2 separate regions of the Mus musculus genome follow, and region 1 is linked to region 2. The links are chromatin contacts, called in public Hi-C maps. All regions are on one chromosome and are shown on one strand. Each heading gives the region's core, a stretch centred on a gene start, on an enhancer-like site or on the middle of the called end of the contact. The rest is flanking DNA. Distances are from core to core; before and after follow the strand shown. Region 1 has its middle 61 kb from the start of Msra. Region 2 overlaps Msra (methionine sulfoxide reductase A).

The links. Hi-C and Micro-C count contacts between places; a contact is called where the count stands out from the background.
Region 1: a contact with region 2 is called in a Hi-C map of cortical neurons, with 2.5 times the contacts expected there. The contact joins two enhancer-like sites. A contact is called at or near these places in 3 of 484 Hi-C or Micro-C datasets (bone marrow-derived macrophages, cortical neurons and embryonic stem cells) and 3 of 115 datasets of contacts at active chromatin or transcription factors (SST interneurons, VIP interneurons and cardiomyocytes).

Annotation. Positions count from the first base shown.
Region 1 is chr14:64,499,650-64,504,966 of GRCm38.p6, forward strand. No RefSeq gene overlaps it. Among named protein-coding and RNA genes, the nearest start is that of Msra, 61 kb to the left of the region's middle. Within about 2 kb of position 1,827, at least 34 of the 459 cell types and tissues checked have an H3K27ac peak or open chromatin away from gene starts, as enhancers often do. A contact at or near this core is called in cortical neurons, where this site is marked.
Region 2 is chr14:64,135,789-64,141,093 of GRCm38.p6, forward strand. The region is part of intron 5 of Msra (methionine sulfoxide reductase A); the gene reads right to left. Among named protein-coding and RNA genes, the nearest start is that of 9630015K15Rik, 22 kb to the left of the region's middle. Within about 2 kb of position 3,748, at least 55 of the 459 cell types and tissues checked have an H3K27ac peak or open chromatin away from gene starts, as enhancers often do. A contact at or near this core is called in cortical neurons, where this site is marked.

The sequences.
Region 1 (5,317 bases), core at 577-3,076, 360 kb after region 2:
GTAAAGACATGCACCACCACCACCCAGTTGATCAACTGGCTTTTTAAATAAAAACCCAGCATAACATTTTTTTCCTTAAAAAAAAAAAATGTATCTGAAGTCTAGGAAAGAAGTAGAAAACTTAACTAGTATTTTATGCTGTCTATACTCTTTACAGATTTTTACATTTCATCTTGAAAACAAGTCTTTAAAACTTAATCCTCAGTTTCCACATCCTGAAAATGGGCTCAAAGGACCTATTAAAAAGGAGGTTCAAAGCGCCTAAGAAGTACAAACTGGATTTGAATCCAGATCTAGTCAAAGTTCAGAGTGCCGTGCTGACTGCTCTCTCACTAAATGTTTATTCTGTATGAAAATATCTTAATTATCTCATAATTCATATATAAGATAGAGATGTATTCAGTATATTATCTTTGCTACTAAACACTCTTTTCCTAGCTCTTTCTAAAATCGTCTCTGTCAGAGAATGCTTTACAGATGTCCACTCAGAAGCTTTGATGGGTGAGGGGAATCGTGAAACCAAGGAGCAGTGCCAGCTGAAGGTTGTGGCCACACAGTGTGCACATACATCTGCACACATCATACGTACACCCAGGACACACCTACATATATATACACACTTGTACCAACTGTCCACATGTGGCTGCACTTGGATTCTTGCTCTCTGGGTTAGTCAGACTTTCTGATACCAGCAAAACTAAGAAAACACACAGATACATGGAAAAAGATTTCCTATAAGGGATTGGCTCACAGAATTACAGAAGCCCAACGATCCTGTGATCTATTGTGTAGATGCTGGCCCAGCAGAGCCAGAGGTATAAGTCCAGTCTAGCATTGGGTATGGTGGCACAGACCAACCTTGCTTCTCCACAGCAATGAGGAAACGAAGGCAGGAGGATCAGTAGTCATAGTTCAAGGCCACCCTGGGTACATGAAAGCCTGTCTCGAAAAGTCAATTTGATGATGATGATGGTGGTGGTGGTGGTGGTGGTGGTGATGATGATGATAATGATGGCAATAATGATGTGAAGAAGGAGGAAGAGGAAGAGGAGAAGGAGATGAAGAAGAAGAAGAAAATAAGAATAATTCAAAGATCCAAGGAGTGGTGCTGGAAGTTACAGTCAAAATCTGAATCAGACTGGCAAGAAGGCTCAGTGGATAAAAGCACTTGCTATCAAGCCTAGTGACCTAAATTTGACCCCTGGAACCCACTTTGTAGAAGGAGAGAACCAACTCCTGCCAGCTGTCCTCTGACTTCAAACACACACCGTGACATACACACATGCCCACACAATACAGAGAATAATAAATAAGTAAATGTTTTTATAAATGTAAATCACAGACCAGAGACTCAAGTGCCAGTGTTCGGGAACCAAAGAAAATGGACACCCAGGCTCTGGAAGAGCCATCCTTTCCCTGCATCTTTGTTACATCAGGACCAAAGCATTATCGGGAGCACGCTGGATAATGCTCGCCCACATCTATGGGTATGGGATCCTTCCCACTCAGTAAGCCAATCTCTTCCAAAAACAATGCCTTGCTGGCTCATCCTGGCCCAGGAAAGCTGACGGGATATTAACCATCAGATTCCCTACTAGCCCAGACCCTCACACTCTCAGTTTGGAACAGGGTCCTCAATACTCCTTCAGGTGTAGTCAGCAACTACAGCCTCTCAGGGCCCACAGCAAATCAAGATCGCCCAAAGCCCCAACTCCTGGAGGCACACTCCACTGGATTCCTTTGTCCTGTTCTCTATTACCATGCCAAACAGATCTGGATGACAAGAAACCAGACCAGAGAATTCAGAGACTGCGTAGAATGGAACTGGGGTGTGAGAAGTGTCACTTGTCATAGGCTGACTTCATCTCCCTCACCCCCACCCCCACCCCCTGCTATGGTGGCATTTGAAATCTCTCTATTACTCATTTAGATTCCAATCTCTGAGCTCCCCTCTCCTTCCTTCCAGCTCCTAAAGTCAAACAGATTTTTCTCAGCAAAATAACCCTCAGTTACTACCAGGGACAGACTGGTATGTGGGCTACAGCAGATGTACGAGACACGTTCTACAGGCATTTTAAAGGGTTCGGTGTCAAGATAAAATTTGTCTAATGTAGCATTTCCTCTCAAGTGCAATTTATCATCCCTTAGATGTCGAACTCCTTATAAATATTAGATATGCTTTTTTATCGCAAGCCTGGTTTGTTATTTTACCCTTGTTGAGGACAAGCTCCGGAATTAAGTTGACTCTTTCCCTTCCGCTTGTCAATTCAGTTTCACTTTCAATTCTATTTTCTCCCTCCCTCTTTGCATTGAAATTCAGCGCATAGCTGACATTTTGAAAAACAATGTTGATTAGAATTCACCACTTCTGTGGGAGCCATTTGTCCCCAAATGCCTTTTCACACACCTCTTGGTGGACTTATGTCCTAGGAAAACCAACACTGGCTACAAAGTCTGCCTGTTTATGCCCCAGCCTAGCTCTATAGTCAGGAGCCTTTTGCTGGGGCCCAGCAAAGAATCCCCCAGTTGCTTCTAAGGTTCGCAAGGCCAATAACAGTATTGACACTCAAAGCTGTCACCTGTACCAGCCAGTTTGAAGTCGCAACCCAGGAGGAATGGCTACAGGACCACAAACAGCTCATGCCACAGTGTGGGGTCCAACAAGGCTTGACAAAGCCAGGGTCTCCTAGTAAGAGTTAGGAAGACCAGCATATAAACAACAACAACAGAAGCCATGCTGGCTCTGCGGATCAGAAAAGCATGCTGGATGGTAGCTACGGCAGAGGCTATGACCTAAACAGACAACCAACGTCCTCTTTGGGTTCGGATCTTTTTATAAGGCTTTAAGAGGGCAGAGACCAAACCTTCCAGCATATTTGAGCTAAACAAGCCCCACCAACAGGCAGCTCCTTGTGACGCTGAAATGAATCACCCCCTTCCAATACTCTGCCGCACTACTGTGCCTTATTTACAACCCTTGAAATAATCGGATGTGGAAGTGTTTTGTAAACTGAAAAGCATTACACAAATGTCAGGTGTTGGGGGGCTTGGCAGGGGAGCAATAGATAATGCATCTCTTCCATTCCTGAGTCAGGAACCAATTGAGAGACTCGGGAGCCAGACGGAGAGTGACAGTCAGACTTATTGCTGATAACAGCTGGCTTGGATTCAGGGCACCATGAACTCACTACGCTTCTCCCCTGAGTTAGAATCATCCACCAAATGAAGGAGATTGCATTCACAGTGGAGACAGGCTGACTAAAGAGCCGACTCTCGCTAAAGGTGCCATTCTCCAGGAAAGGCTGAGTGTGGAGCAGAGCCAGGCCCGATGTGGTACCTTCAGGGCCTCCGTGTAGAAACATAGAGAGGAAACAGAAGGTCTGCTCAGACAGACGCCTATGCTGCTGTCCTTTATGTGTGTGTGGTAGACTGGGCTACATACCACGAACATACAAGAAGACCTCAGGGGACTTGTGCTCTAGGAGAAACTATTACCAATCCAAACGCGATGCTGGCCGTGCAAGCATTGGAAAGGGTGGCGTTGACTCCGCCTTGGTGGGCTGGAAGAGCTTCATAGAGCTGGCGATAACCAAGTTGGCTCTCCATGTATGCATAGAAGCTCAGCAGATGGGAGAGAGAAGAAAGGGAATTATTCCCACTAAAGGAGGCAGCAGAGCAAAACCAGAAAAGCTCAAACCCTTTATGGGATAAAATGGGACACAAATAAGCAAACACCAACAGCCACCAGAGTGATAGGAAACCGGTTGCTATCTCCGTGCTTCACACTAGGGCTGACGTCTAACCTGATATCCCAGTTTTTTCTAAATAAAAACAAATCGGTTTCCTTTCTAATTCTCTGCTACAGTAATGAAAGGTTTTCTGGATTTGGGTTTTTGATTGTTGCCTTGTTTTGTTGTTGCTGGGGCGCGGGGGTAGGGTGGGGGGAAACCGGGGTTTTGAACTCACAGAGATCCACCTGCCTCTTCCTCCTGAATGCTGGGATTAAAGGCATGTGCCACTATGCCCAGCCTTGTTTGGTGTGGTTTGTTTTGTCTTGTTGTTGTTATTGTTTGAGACATAGAATCACGATGTAGCCCAAGATGTCCCCAAATTCATGGTGTTAAGTGCTGAGATTTAAGACATGAACTACTTTAATTCCAGCACTTGGGAGGCAGAGGCAGGCGGATTTCTGAGTTTGAGGCCAGCCTGGTCTACAGAGTGAGTTCCAGGACAGCTATACAAAGAAACCCTGTCTCGAAAAACCAAAAAGAAAAAAAAAGACATGAACTACCATACCTCACTTCTCTTTTTTTTATTATTTAAACTCTTGACATTTTATGTGTGTGTTTTTCCAACATGTACATACGTGCACAACATGTGTGTGTGATGTGCGGAACTCAGAAGAGGTCCTGGATTCCCTGGGACTGGAGTTACACATGGTTGTGAGCCACTGTATGGGTGCTGGGAATCCAACCTAGATCCTCTGCAAGAACAACTAATGTTCTTGACTGTGGAACCAACTCTCCAGCCCCAAGCTTTCCTTTCATGCAAATAATTAAATAAATGTTGAAAACTGTCTTACAAAGGGCACCTGTGTGAACTCAGACACATCTGGTGGGATTCTTTAACAAAATGCACAGTTATGGAGCTAGAGCTAGCAGTTAAGAGCACTTACAGAGAACCCAGTTCCAAGCACCCTCATGGGGAAGTTCACAATTACCTTCAACTCCAGTTTCAAGGGATCTAATGCCCTCTTCTGGTCTCCATGAACACCTGCAATACATGTCACATACACATGCATGCACATGCATTAAAGTTTGAAAATCGTTTTAAAGTATAGTTTCATAGACAATAGAAAACAAGAACAGACACAATTCTTTACTCACAGTCCATCACACATTAAAAGGAACTTGTGTCCTATACATCCCTAACCAATATGTGAGGAATCTGTCGCTTGTTCCAGAGTAAAACCCATATCCAGGTATCCCTTCCCGCATGTTCTGTTCCCTGTACATTGAAAAGCAGGCTGTTTGGCTACTCCCTCCCAGCTTACATCTTCAGGATCCCTGGTCAATATGTGTCAGCATAATGTTTCAAAGCAGCTGCCTTTGTTTTACAGAGGGGAATTAAATCCATCTGTAGTGGCTATTCCTGGTTGTCAACTTGACAATATTTGGAATGAACTACAATCCGGAATTGGAAGGCTCACCAGTGACCCTTATCTGGAGGCTTGGAGATCCTTATCTGGATCTTGGTTTGAAGATCTTGAGCCATAGTGGCTATGGATTCCAGAAGATTGAATCTCCGAGTTAAGGAA
Region 2 (5,305 bases), core at 2,498-4,997:
AAGAATCAAAATGTTACTCAGCACACCCAGTGCTTAAAGTGTCCTGGATTCTGAAAGAACGCAGCCTCCATTTGGAGGTTTATGCAGCAATTTCAAGTGGGCAGTTCTGTGTAGCAGATATGGAACACAATGAAGGCCAAGTCCAGAGGACACCACCCAGATCTGGTGATAAATGCTTCAGTTAGCAGTGCTACAGCTCCCTATCTGCAGGACGGCTGGCACACTCTTCTGGAACACACAGAACCAGCATCCGATAGCAATGCGCCTGAGAAGCAGTTGTGACTTCTTTAAGTTCTCTCTGCCAAGCGAAAATAAAATTGAAACTGGCCATTTAATTGGTTTTTTTTTTATTCACTGATTAAGACAATAAAAATTGTGCTTGTTTCAGTATTAAGGAATTAAAATCTCCCTTGAGACTTCCTCTGCCCTGGGCGAGGGTCCATCTGCCCATCGCAACAGGCTGGCCAGCTTGCACACAGCGATTCCCCCATGAGCTGTGATCTGAATAACTTCACACTGCACTGGCCAGGTCCCAGAATGAAATGCTGGGCCTTTAAATCATTACCCAAGGAAACTAAAAATAGGACTGTCAATTAATACATGAGCGATAAGAGAAAATGCACTGAAGACGTATAGCTGCTCTGGCTGAGCCTCCAGCCATGCATGGCTGAGAATATAGATGACCAGAAAAGCAAGAGAAAGGCAGCTTGGTCGGCCTGTTGGAGAGCTGAGGAAGCCAGCAGTGTGGGAGTGTGGTGTCTCTGCTTATGTCTGTCCCTCCTGAGAATGCACAGAACGTGGCTGTTTGACTGCAAGACTGGATGTGAGGCTGTGGCTGATCCACATATGACTGCTTTGTTTTAGACAATAGCACCCCTCTCCACCCCCCACTCCATACAGGCATCATGAGAAGATTCTGAAAGCATGTGTGTGTGTGTGTGTGTGTGTGTGTGTGTGTGTGTGTGTGTGTGTGTTCTCGCGAGTGTAGGTCAGACTTACAGGCCTCCACACAAGCTGCTTTGGCTTCTTAGTACTGAAGCCTGGGGGATTTGCTTGACTTAAGCTTTTGTGTGTGTCTCGTGTGTCGTTCTGTGGAGACCTGGGGTTGATGTCAGCCATCTTTCTCTGTCATTTCCTACCTCGTGTTTTGAGACAGGGTTTCCAACTAAACCCAGAGGTCCCCTAGCAGGCTGGGCAGGCTGGCCAGTTGAACCGCCTCTCTCTACCTTCCCTGCTGCTTTTGTGGCTCTGGGGATAGAACTCGGGTCCTCCCTTTACTGACTAAGTTATCTGCCTAGCCCCTAGACATTTAAAATTTTTTTAACCTTAATTTAAATGTTTTCTAGAGGAAGAAAGAGGGAGGAAGGAGAGAGGGGTAGAGGGAGGGAGGAAGGGAAGAAAGCATGTATTAGGGGTGAAGACTCAAAATAGGCAATGAGTCCCTATTTGCCAAAACACAATTGTTATTTTCTTCAGCGCTCAGAAGAACTGGAAATCCCTTCAGAGAAGAGAGCTAGAACAGGAGCTAATTACATCATTTGCATTTGCATATAATTGGTATGCCTTCCGGCTAAGACAATAAAATCCGTGTTCGTTAGACTTCTTGCTAAGGCATGATGTATTTCAGTTGCAGCACCGTGTATCTGTAGGTGTTAAACATCCCCCGTCACACCCTCAGCAGTCCTCAAATGGACAGAGGTTGCTTTGGAACTGGCCCGAGCTTGGCCAACTCACATAACCTTGGGTGACTGACCTTGAGCCCCACTTCCTCTCCTGTGAGGGGTGGGGGTGGGGAGGATGAGAAGCCCTCTTTTTTCAGGGCTGTGCCCAGAAAGAAATGAAATCACGTGGATTCAGTCTCGGCAGCAGTTTTCAGGCTGCCCTGTGATGCTACGGTCTTTCTGAGCTCACAGAAAGCCAGGGCAGGGGAATCATGAGGAGCAGATTATGCCCTGAGCAGGTGGAAGTTAAGAGCCTGGCTAGTTTAAGCCGCATCCCACCCAGTTGAGTGGCCCCATTCTCATGCATCATCCAGATTAGTGGTGCTCTGGGGACAAACAGCCAATAGGCTAGATGTCCTATGCTAGCTTTGGGGACATCTGACCAAGAGCTCCATCCCACCCACATGCATCCTGGATGCCCCAGAGCATCCAGCTGGAGGGAGAACCTGGACGGGCAAGGTCTGGAATGACTATCTCCGTTCATGCCCTAATAAAACCCCACATCCTGGGCTTCCTAGAGTCAAGAACTACAATGAGCAAGCCGGAGCTGGGGTTGGGGTGCTGTTCTGCACTGGCCTGACTCTGTGCTGTGCACTGCCCTGCTTGCATTGTGATTATGGTCCCATGCAAGCCTTACCATAGTCCCACCAACACCTCCAAGCTCTAGCCACTACCTGCCTTTGTCTATCTGTCGCCCTTAAGCCAGTCTTGCTTGTTCATGTTACTGCTTTAAAATGGGTCCCCCAACACCGACCATGGACACAGGGGACTGAGGAAGCTTAACTGTGAAGGTTCAGGGTTTGTCATTATTCTCTGCTCTGTGAAATGTGGCTCTCTTTTTTTGTCCTCTGTTCAAGAGCACACACACACACAACTCATAAACTCTCCCAGCCCTGAGAGAAGTCCCAGAAGTTTCTCCAGTCCGTGAACCTCATGGTGCACTAGCGTGGCAGAGAAGTAGCCTGAACCACGGATTTTACAGAGAGAAGAAAATTCCTACATACCTTGCAGAAGTCAAAAATCAGAAGCAGACAAATGGGGGACAACACTGCTGTTTATGCTTGAGGGTGTTCTGAAGTGACAGAGGGGTGTGAGAGGTACAGGGCTGATAGTGCTGAGGACAGAAGACACCCACAAGTCTTGAGCCATGCTGCCCCAACCCTCAGAGAGCTGAAAGCTGCTTCTCTGGGAACCCCATAACCCTTTTCCCCGATACCTTATCTACTTTCACGACTTTGGCCAACCGAGTCCTTCAACCTTTCCACACTTGACTTGGCTCACTTCTAAAATGACAATATTCTCCTTTGAGGTGTTTCTTAAGCTCACAAAATACAGCAAGTGGGCCTTACTTTTATTTTCCGGATGGATAACAGAAACTTAGAGAGGTCCAGTTGCTTGCCCGAGGTCACACAGCTGACAAGCGGCCATGGACCAAAGGAGACCAGACTGGGCCATCAGTATTAGACTTTCTGCCAGTGCCTCTAGATGGAAACACTATCTTGCCTCTCCTCCTGGACATGGGATGACTCCTTTTCTAGCTCCAGCCTGGCTGACAGGCACCAGGCTGTCACTCCACAGAGAGTTACGCGGAAGGGTGGAAGGAGAGTCCGACCTTGTGTTGGGAAAACAGGAGACAGTGCAGGCTTCTGCTGTGTCATTCAGATCCCATTCAGGTCACTCCGGGTACCTGATTGACTCCCCACCATCCTTTGTACTTTGTGGTCCACAGTATGTGTGCATGCACATGTGCACACACTTGGTGTTGACCTCTGATTCTTTCCACCACTCCCACGATCCCCAGCACTCCGGAGGATGCCCTTTACTCCTTGACTATCCAGATTCCAACTAAGTATCACGAAGGGAAGAAGGAAAATGGCTGGGTAAGGAGCACAGAGCTTTATTCTGCCCCCATCCCTCTGTCTCCCTCTTTGAGAACCTGGCACTGGGAACATAGCTCTTGCCTGCCAGGGACAGAGCAGCAGAGACTTGGCCGTGGTCTCAGCCAGATGTCACTCTCATCTGGCGGCCTTGGCTAGCTCAGTGTTTGGAATGAACAGCCCAAACATGGGGCAGGCGGGGCCCCTGCAGGGATGTGGGCAGAAAAGCTGAGCCCTAGCAATGCCCACAACTCTCTGTTTAAGGTGCAGGCAGGCAGCAGGAAAGGGGACATCAGAAGGGCAGCCACTTTCCCTTCTGACCCCTTCTCCTCCTGGATCCCTATCTCAGCTGTGGATGTGGCCCTATCTTGTTATTTTACCAAGAGACCAGACTCCCACTCACCTCTCTAGGGGAACAGCTCCCGGAAGTCTTGTGTGTCTTCCGTACACAGGACTCCACTCAGGATAACAGATGGAAGGAGCCAGGAGTGGCCCAGGCCCTGCATCTGGAGGCCTGGGGCCACTGCAGCTTAACCTTTGTAGCCTCACTGGGCCAAGGCCAAAGTCATACCTAGGGAGCTATGAAAATCCCATCCTGCACTGCACCAAATGAACCAGCAAAGACATACACAGTCCTGCTACCATGATGGATAGTGAGCTGGGCCTGTCTGGAACAAGGAGCCTCTAGATTCACAGACTGTCAAATGCTGAAGGGTCCCAGGCTGAGGTGGGGGCCCCTAGAACCTTGTGGGGGGGGGTTCTAAGAGGATGCTGGCTTCACCTGCAGCCAGAGGCAAGGTGCCTCAGAATAGAGTGAGGGTTGATCAGTATGTCAGGGACCGCATCATCATGTGCAGGGGGGTGGCACCGTGTGCTGCCTGCCAACGGGCCCATTTCGGTCACCATCTGCAGCAGAGAGTGGGACACCTGTCAGAAACAGCTGCTGACGGCAGATCGGAGTGTGTGTGTGGGTGCTTTGTGGTGGCCTGGAGCCGGGCACGCTGCCGGCCCACAGGAATGCCAACCGTGGACCTGGTGTGGAGAGAGGCGGTGAGAGAATCCCACTCCTCACTTCCACATAGGCAGGGCAATCACCGAAACTTCCTGCCTCCCTGGACATAGATTCCACCTGTTGTCTCTCTCATGGACAGAAGAGACAGCAGGGTTCCCTGTGGTGAAAGAGAAATGCCAGAACAATCCAGGAGAGAGCCTAAGACCTCCTGTAGTGAATACCCCAGGCATCTCTGTGGAGGGAGGGGGGAATGGCAACTGGGTATGTTCCTGGCTCTGTTGGAAAGAGTGTCCCCATGTGTGTGGCACTGAAGTAATAGGTTGGGCCCTTTCTTATATGGTCCACCCTGATGGGGTTTAATCTTTCAAAGTATCTGGACTTTTCTTTTTAGATAAATGAAGTTCAGTTCATCAACATAAAATAAAAAACTTTAATCCTGTAACAATTTGCAGTGAGAAATCTTTCCAAATGGGTTTTTGTACACCACCATCTGTCATGCTTCCCCTGGCCACCAAGTCTTCATGTGTTCCTCATGCTAAATACCCATGCTCACGGCCTTGCCTACGCTGCTTCCAGAACTACAAACCATTCTCAGTAGTATGTGTGGCTTTTGTACCTCTCCCCTAGATCATAGGACTGGGCTCTCAAGGGTTCAGAGACTCAAGGGGTCAGAGAGCTCAGGGTCAGCCATTTGC